Regions from separate parts of the Gossypium hirsutum genome. Here all the other regions are linked to region 3. The links are chromatin contacts, called in public Hi-C maps. All regions are on one chromosome and are shown on one strand. Each heading gives the region's core, a stretch centred on a gene start, on an enhancer-like site or on the middle of the called end of the contact. The rest is flanking DNA. Distances are from core to core; before and after follow the strand shown.

Evidence for each region. A called contact is a pair of places that touch in the nucleus more often than the background predicts.
Region 1: a Hi-C map of leaf shows a contact between it and region 3, with 3 times the contacts expected there. The contact joins the enhancer-like site here to the promoter of LOC107950654 in region 3. A contact is called at or near these places in 6 of 34 Hi-C or Micro-C datasets (callus, hypocotyl, leaf and 1 more).
Region 2: a contact with region 3 is called in a Hi-C map of leaf, with 2.9 times the contacts expected there. The contact joins the promoter of LOC107950626 here to the promoter of LOC107950654 in region 3. A contact is called at or near these places in 4 of 34 Hi-C or Micro-C datasets (hypocotyl, leaf and seedling).

Annotation. Positions count from the first base shown.
Region 1 is chrD03:11,322,989-11,325,968 of Gossypium_hirsutum_v2.1, forward strand. No RefSeq gene overlaps it. Among protein-coding and RNA genes, the nearest start is that of LOC107943047, 66 kb to the left of the region's middle. Within about 2 kb of position 1,638, at least 3 of the 9 cell types and tissues checked have an H3K27ac peak or open chromatin away from gene starts, as enhancers often do. A contact at or near this core is called in leaf, where this site is marked.
Region 2 is chrD03:11,689,945-11,693,093 of Gossypium_hirsutum_v2.1, forward strand. It overlaps LOC107950626 (probable dolichyl pyrophosphate Glc1Man9GlcNAc2 alpha-1,3-glucosyltransferase), which reads right to left and starts at 1,840. Exons shown (of 9, transcript XM_016885506.2): 1 at 1,590-1,840; 2 at 1,364-1,462; 3 at 554-616; 4 at 357-456; 5 at 182-234.
Region 3 is chrD03:11,498,611-11,501,711 of Gossypium_hirsutum_v2.1, forward strand. It overlaps LOC107950654 (NADP-dependent malic enzyme), which reads right to left and starts at 1,646. Exons shown (of 20, transcript XM_016885534.2): 1 at 1,313-1,646; 2 at 814-1,097; 3 at 116-236; 4 at 1-12. The coding sequence starts at 1,342.

The DNA.
Region 1 (2,980 bases), core at 388-2,887, 180 kb before region 3:
TAAGTTGAGTTATGATGGTACTTATAGGAAATTTCAAACTACTCATCGGTGACTTTAGCTTTTTCCTTCGCTTTTGAAGAAATCGGATTGTCAATAGCTACGAATTAACATAAACAAATAACACGATCAATAATTCACCCAATTCATAGTCAATTATTATCCTAGACAAACTTCACATTTCATTCAATTTAAATTCTTAAAATCGAAACAAGCATAACTCTCCATTCTAAGCGTCGATTTATAATCCGCCTTCATTTCCTTCTATTTTAGACCCTCTATTATCGATTTCTAACAAAATCTCATAACTACTCTACTTGATATCTACTTTATTTTCTCAAGTGAAAAATCTAACATCCAACTTCAAAAATCTAGTCATTTTTCATGTATACACTAAAAATCTATCAATTTAACATAAAAAAAAGAAAAATCATTAATGGTAACTTTCTAAAACTTTAACGGTTTTATAAATTGATACACAAATTAGTTAAATTATGATTCCCCGATCTCAAAAATATAAAATTTATAAGAAAAGTAATAAATTACACTTACCAATTTGTGGATTAAAGTTTGAAACCCTAACCAAATCTATTATGTTTCTTCTCTCTTTTTTTTTTCTTGTCACGTGGAAGGATGGAGAAGACATCTTCTCTCTCCTTCCACTTAAACTAGTTTAACTTATTTTATTTTTTATAATTTTTTATAATAAATAATAACATATAACATCAACATTTTTTAGCCACAAAATTGGCATTTTTTATTGCCATCCAAAATTTTTGGGCTATTAGCAATTTTAGTCCTTTTTAACTATTTTCAAATTAAAATTTATAGCGATCTAAATTTTCAATTTAATTCTTGAACTAGATTAAATACTCAAATCAACTGAATTACTTAACCTCGATTCAATTCATTTATAGCATAACTCCGTAAATATTTTTATTAATTATTTATAGACTCGGTCTATTAAAATGAAACCTAAAATCGTACTTTTCGACACCACTGTATCGGGTTGTTACATAGTCCATATTTTTCAATTAGATCATTCTAAGTCTTTATACTTTTTGAATTTTAAAATTTTAGTCTTGACATAAAGAATAATAATTAATCCATTACCTAGATTTTAAATAAACCATGCTTAGTATTAACATTTTAAAGATTACATTTTTATTATCTTACCATTATGCCTTGATATTGCATATGTGGTGATAATTGCTTACCTCATAATATATTGAGTCAAAGGTTGGGATGTAGATGCAAAAATTTTGAGGTGTTTTGTTTTCACTTCTCTTGCGATCTTTTTATATGGTTTTGGCGTTTTATAGGTTTAAAATGGTATTAGTATTTGTATTGCAGATTTAGTTTTTATATTGTAATTTGGTTACCATATATATAATTTAGTAAAAAGTTTTTTATTATAAAAATAGGTTTAAAAAATTACACATGTCTTTTTAAAATATATATTTTTATTTTTTTAATATTTTATTATATTCTTGTAAGACACTTATCAACTTCTTAATTTTACTTGTGGAGTTAAAACTTTCATTAAAAGATTTATGAATTTGTAATGTGTGATGTAGGATCCATAACAGAGATAAAAACTTGGTTTTACAAGATGACAAGGCCTATAAATTAAGGCTTCAAACAAAACCCTATGGACTAAAAGAGGCCCCTATGTTCGGGCACAATATAAATCCATTTCGTAGCCCTTCCTTCAAACAAAAAATGGATTTATTTAAGTTTGCTCGGTACATCTCGATGGGAGTGGAAATATATATTGTTAGATTTATTATTGCTTAAAGTTGGTATATTTTGTTCCATCATTCATTTTGTTTTGTTATGAATGTAAAATATTGAAAATAATAATCACCTATGTAGATGTTTGATGCGTTTAACCTTTGTCTTGTCTCGTTCTATTTTAATTTATTCAAAAAATTTTATTCCATTTGAAATCTATTAAATGATTCAAATTTTATTATCCTGAGATTTTCTTATATTTTTTTTTGTTTAAGTGAATAATGTGAGCTTGATCTAAATTTTATTTTTGAAATGCCTTAATAAACTTACTAATTAAAATAATACCCTCGAATCCAATGTAACATCCATTTTAAAATATTGATTGCACTTTTTGACATCTCTTATGTGTGAATTCTAAATTAATCATATCGTATCTTACTATTTTGTAATTTGTACCCAGCTTATCATGCAATAAAGAAAAAGAAAGGGTTAATACAAGATCCAAGGTTTGGGGGGGGGGTCTGGAGCAGATATCATAGTGTTATTGTCTTAAATTTGGATATGAATTAATCCTGCTCATCATTTTCTTTAACAACCCAAATCCAGTCTGGATAATTCATGATTTATATATATATATATTTCATCTTTTACTTACTACGCCAACCACCTTACCCAAATTTATTATCTTTGTTCAACTAATCCTGGGGTTCGGTTTCATAATTCCATAAATAAACAAAAAGTACATACCTAAAATGATAATTTATTATTATACGAGGACACAAAAAGCTATAAAATCTTAGGTCACGGCACTGGAAAATCATTTTCCAGCTAAAAGCACATGCAATGATGCATATGATGTGGACATGGGGACCCTCAATTTCCCTTCTGCTAAATCATTTCTTAAAAACATGGCTTGTTTTGTTTTTCAAATATTTTTCTAATAATACAATATATTAGATTTTTAAGGGAAGTGTAAATTTAAATTTTAAAGACAATATTATTAACAGAAATAAAACAAATATGAAGAATATTAACACATATACTTTTAAAAATGCAAGTAAACATAAAATATTTTATACAAATTTGAGATTGGATAAAAATTTACTGGTTGAAGAGACCAAGGCCCTGCATTTACTGTTCTCTTTAAGTGTGTTTGGTGTTGATATTGGAGAATTTGATATAATAATAAATATATATGTCTGGTGCCTCCCAAACAATCTTGAATTCTTGGATTAATTTTTACATCTTA
Region 2 (3,149 bases), core at 590-3,089, 190 kb after region 3:
CACCCCAAACGGCCAGGAAAAAAATGAAGAGAAAATAATAAAGGATACCAGGAACAAGAAAGGTGCCAGATATAGTTCTATTTAATCAAATCGCAAAATTCATATATGGTAATCATTGAGAGCCCCTTATATCTTACTTTAATAAAGCTTCCTATTAAGAAAAATTCCAAAGTGAACTTACATGTCTGATTTATGACTCAACTGCTTTTGTGGCAGGATAATCTGCAAGTGAACCTGTTGAGAAAGAGTTGTTTCTTCAGCATTCTTTAAAATGAAAGAAGGAGAAAAACTTCATAAGATCATGAGTTATATTGCTTCCAATTGAGAAAATGCTAAGGTAAAGAAAAAAGTAGTACAGTAATTCCTTCTTTCACAAGTGGGAAGGGTCCCAAACAACTTTCTTACACCTGGCAGTTTCACCTTCAGATGTTACACCACTAACTTTGCCTTCCAGAGCTGCCAACAAATAATTTAAAGGCATTAATTAATAAATAAATAAAGGAAAACAAATCAATAGATTAGCTGGGCCTTTGGACTATGCAGAAAATGGAACCTGAATCAGGTTGAGTGATGTAGGCTCTCCTCCATAGTACTTGTTCCTATCCATATGCAGAACCTAAATGCATGATGAACAGCACCAAATGAAATGAACAAACAACAAAAGTAATATAATAAATATCTAGCACCATTTTGTAATTTTCCAAAAAGAGCGAAACAAAAGACACTTTCTACTTTGAAATCAACGTTATAGAATAAACAAGTTGCATTTCCTTTCACAAGTAAAGCATTTAGGAAAACCAAGCTTATCTAGAAGACTCACTTTACCTTAGCACAAACATTTTCAAGAGTTACATAGTGCAAGCAATTGGGGATGGTTAGACGATAAAGAGGTTTTACTCAAAAAAAGAACTATGATCAACTATACAAGCAGGATCATGAGAATTTTTCACATTTGACAGGGGGATGTCAGTAGTTGGCATCCCTTGATTAGATTAAACTGATTTATTTCAGTATAATTGCATCGTTGTAGCTACTGACAGGAGGATTGAAAATTTTAGGGGAAACATATCCTATTTGCAGCAACCTCGTTAAAATGTAACAGATCCATGCCTTAATCAAAGGCACCTCGATAAGGAATGGTGCAGAAAAAGGAGGGGGGAGAGAGAGAAAAAGAAAGATAGGCATAGACGTGGTGTTTGCCTTAATCAATGGCAACGATATCCAACAGATCCGTACACAAATCTAAGATGTACCCATCAAGATCTAGGATCAGAAATCAATTACTTAAAAGAAAAACAAAGAAAAGAAGATAGGAAATATATTATAGCAGCAGGTAAATGGGAAGAAAAAGAAAAAAGAAGACCTTGAGTCGATGAACAGAAAGAAGAGAGCGGAGGATGCGTTCGTTGAGAGCAGTTCCTAGCACTACGGCATCGTGGCTGACTATGAGCTGCCTATAGTGCTGTTCTAAACGATTAGCAAAGACGGTGAGGAGTTAGAATTTCTAGGGTTTGATAGATTAATTCATATTATTAACGAACAAATTAAGTACCAGATTAATTCATATTATTAACGAACAAATTAAGTACCTAGGTAGTAGACTAGTAGCAGTAGACAGCAGTAGTTAATTGTAAGTTTTCTTGTTCAGTTGCTGATTGATGAGATTCAGAGACGAGAAGAGATACGCTTTGGTTTCGCTTCAATGGTGATTATCAGGAGAGAGAGGTCAATGGAGAAATAGAATGGGAATTGAGAAGGGAACTTCAACTCGCCCAAACTCCTTTTGTTCGAAATAGGAGACCACGTGGCCAAAAATATTAGTTTGAAAAATAAACGACCCGTACTATTGTTAAATTATCACTTTGATATTTGTACAATTTTTTATTAATTTGGCTATTATACTTTATTTTTGGTTCTCAATGTGTACTATTATTCTCTATACCCCGTTTTTATAAATCAATTGTAAAGATAAAGCACCCCGTTTTTATAAATCAATTGTAAAGATAAAGCAGTTGTACTACAAATTGGTTGTCATTAAATTAAGCTTGCTCAATGATTTATGTTGGGATCTCTTTGAACCTGATAGAACCATATGAGATCTTTTGCATTGCACCAACCCATATATGAGTTGTAGCATTAACTTCTTTTGGGACATTTTGTAAAATTATCTGTCACTTTCTGCTACAAAGTTCCTTTATTTTTATCACTAAATCACTGTTCAATTTACCACGAGATTTGTTCGAAATTGCTGTAAGGGCTTAGGCATAATCCATTTCAACGATAATAATATCCCATTTAGCATCCCAAGACAACACAAGGGCGTCATAAATTGCCCAAAGTTTCGTCTGCTCGACACTACATCTTCCAATATTTTGCCTACACCTCCAGGCCATCTGCCCATAACATCTAACGCCACAACAGCAGCTGATGGAAATCCCAAACTCGAGGATTTTGCCCCATCCGTGTTTAATTTAACGAAACCCGACGGAGGAGGTTTCCAATTATTGTAACGGCTAAAGCTCCTAGAAGATCCAACAGATGAAATAAGACAATGCTTGATAGAACTCGCCCAACTCTATGAAGAGATAAGAATATGCTTTAAATCAACATCCACCCCTTGAACAATCCACATATTCCTTTGTTTCCACATATTCCAACAAATTATACCAAACAGAGATTGCCACTTTACCTCAGTATAGACTAGATCAAGATCATTCCTTAAATTTAAAGTGATCTAGTCTAATAACAGGATGGAAAAAGTTGCATTAAACATCTTTCAAGGATAAGTTGTTTCCACAGAACACGAGCCTTGTTACAGTCTTGCAAAACATGGATGATAGATTCTTCAGAATTACCACAAATTAAGCAATAAGGATTGCCAACCATTCCTCTTATGAATCTTTCGGCATTCGTTAGCAATCGTTCCTTAAAAACTAACCAGAAGAATTGTCTAACGTGTTGAGGGCCCTCAAAAGACCAAGCCAATTTCCATTTGCTGTCTACAGGTTTCAAATAGTTCTACATCAGGTGTTTGTATGTCGATTTGATAGTAAACTCACTGTTAGTAGATCATGTGGAAATTAGCTCATCTTGCCCAATAGAAGGATTCGAAGGCATGATACCTACAATATAAAGAACAACGTTTCTAT
Region 3 (3,101 bases), core at 396-2,895:
CATTTTCTTCACCTGGTAAATGGTGATAAAATATTCATTAGAATACTGCACAAATCGACAAAATCTAATCCGAACAACTCAAACAAAGGTATGATGTAGAAGCAGGGTAGAAAACCTGTAGGTCTTGAGAAATAACGGTTGGGGGAAGAAGACCACGCAAGTAATGAGCATCTCTCTCTTTCTCAGTGAAGGCAAGGCCTTTGTTGTGGTGAGGATCTCGCAACAAAGAATACCCACTGCAGCAGATGATGAAGAGTTAGACTAGGGCACTAATGATCAAACATGTCATATGTTCTAGCATTAGAGAAACTCCATTCATCCCAAACAACTAATACAAAGACAAAGGTGGTGACAGAAGAAGAAGAAAACAATATAAAAGCTCCCAAAGAATTGATTACTAAAACTATATATTTATTTTACTCAGACAAGGGAGATGGCTGAATATGCACTAAAAAGTTTCTTTTCTTTTCTTTCTAATTCCTCAATTACAAAATTTCAGCAACAAAGCAAAGATCTAGCATTGAAGATAAAACAGTCATAGATTCCACCACATAAGCACCAAAAAGAAAATCATAAATAAACACAAACTATTATAATATAAACCATACAATAAAATAAGATCCAGCACTAAAAAAGGGGCTTAGTTTAGTGGGTCCAACAAACCATACAAAAACAATGATATTAGATCTCACAAACAAGTATAAAAATGTCAAACCATCATGACATAGCAAGCAAACCTATTAAGCTCATAAGGAAGAAAATGAAAATTAAACAAAAATAGTTATTATGAAAGGAAAAATAATAGAATCTTACCTAGCAACAGAGACAGACCAAGGGGTGACAAGCTGATCCTCTGTGGCGGCGTCATCATAGTAGACTTCACGATCACCGCCGGCAACGGTGAGATTGATGTCCACGTCAGCAGCAAAAGAAGTGTCATCTTGTGTTATTCCTTTGAATGCATTGTTGTTCTCAATCAGAACGCTGGCGTTTGTATCGCTGTTGGGACCTAAAGCCGTCGCTTTGATCGAAGCTGGCGGCAGCTTATTCAACTTGTAAGAGAAAAGGCTTGACGACCCAGAAATGCCGCTGTTGTTCTGTTTCAAAACAGACAGTAACGATATTAAATTGAAAACAAAAAGGAGACCTTTGAGATCTTTAATGGTATAAAAAGGACCTTGAAATACCAAAAAGAAAAAAGGGGAAAAAGAAGGGAAAGAGATTTAATCTCTTAGTTTCGATTTAGAATTAAATTCTAGGAAATGGGTAGTCAAGAAATAGTGAGAGTAACAATGGGTTGATTTGAAATTACCAGAAAACAGCTTCTATGCAAGGAGATCATGGTGACAGAAAATGCGAAAGACCAAGGCTAGAGCTTTGCTTGAGCAGCCTTTGGATCTCTCTCTCTTTCTCTCTCTCTCTCGGTCTTTGAATGAGCAAAGAAAGAAATGAGAACTTGTTGAGATATGTGTGTATATAATATAATAATACAAATATATAGCTTTTGTTGTATTGTTTATATATTAATATGCGAAAAGGCAGAGATAAAAGAGAGGAGGAAGGGAACAGCAGAGAAAAGGAAGAAAAGCCTGGAAAACGTGTCCACTTTTGTTTTTCCCTCTCAACCTCCGTTAGTCTGCAGCAAATGACATGTGGGTAACTCATTTTGCCCATTTATTACGAAAGTACCACCATCAAGTGGAATGAACCTAATAAATTGTGGACCCCACTTGCTAAGCTTTTTAAGTTGGAACAAAAGGAAAGGGTTTGTGTGTCTGATCTGAGTTTGGTTTTTGCGGTTGTGTCTGTCGTGGTTGGTGCGGGAAATTCCATATTTGGTTTGCTGGGTTTTTTCTTTTAAATAATACTAAAAATTTAATTAAATACAAAAATATAGTGGGAAATAAATTAATTATAAAAATAGGATGTTTGTTATTTTATTTTTTGGTGACGCGACGTATAAGCAACATTACCTTTACTTTTTGTTCAATATGTTGTAATCATGTTATTTTTAAAAAATAATATTTTTTTTGTCGCCTGACAGAGTGGCAGAATTAGTATGTATTTTTAAAATATTGTATTTTCATAGGTATTATAGTGGATAAAAAATATGAAAAAATATTTTTTATTGGTTTTGTCTGATACACTGGTGACACTGCTTTGAATTTTTTTTAAAAAAAACAAAGTTGATAAAAAAAAAGAAAAGGTGCATCAAGATTTGGAATAACGACATTGATTAGAATGTTTTGAGGGTTGACTTAATATCCGCCTTGGTTGAGTGATGATGCCCGAAAACCCACACATTTTCATTTGCCATGTGGGGAGTGCACTATCACCTTAAAAGATGTTGCATTGCAACTCGAGCTCCCATTGGATGGTGGTTGCAGTCACAGGTTCAAGTAAAGTGATCGAACCTGCGTCGCTTTGCTATCAATTGCTTGGACGATCGATGGTTGATGGTGGTGCTAAGTTTACTAGTTTGAGATTTTCCTGGTTAAAACAAATTATCAAAACCTTATCGAGTAGTGCCTCTGAGTGGGAGAATATGTGCGCTGCTTGAGCGTATATAATGGAGGTGATAGGGGGCACTCATGCCAAACACAAATAATAATAAAGTCCACCTAATGTACTGGCCTCTATTGGCTAATTTTCAAATTGCTCATTCGTATAGTTGGGGTTCAACAGTATTAGCAACGTTGTACCTTGAGCTTTGTCGGGTGACAAAGCACCATACATAAGATATAGGCAGGTGCCTGATATTGCCGTAGTCCTGAGCATTGTCAAAGATGCTATTTCTAGCATCATTGAGTCACCAACATTATGTTTTCTCATTTGTAAATAAGTAAAAAAAATTAAAAATTCGATTAAGAATTATTTTTAATGAAAATGTTATCTAGCAAGTTTGCTTTCTTTTCAGATGGTGTACTTGTTTGAGGATTGGGAAGTCTGAAACCCTCGTTGTCTACAGACAAATGATTGAGGCATACACCAGAGAGAAGATAATTTTTAAAAAAAATAAAATTATATTCATGTAAGGTAATTATTTTAGTTATGTAATTTTACTCATGTCACTATAACAATATTATTAATTGTGTAATTTG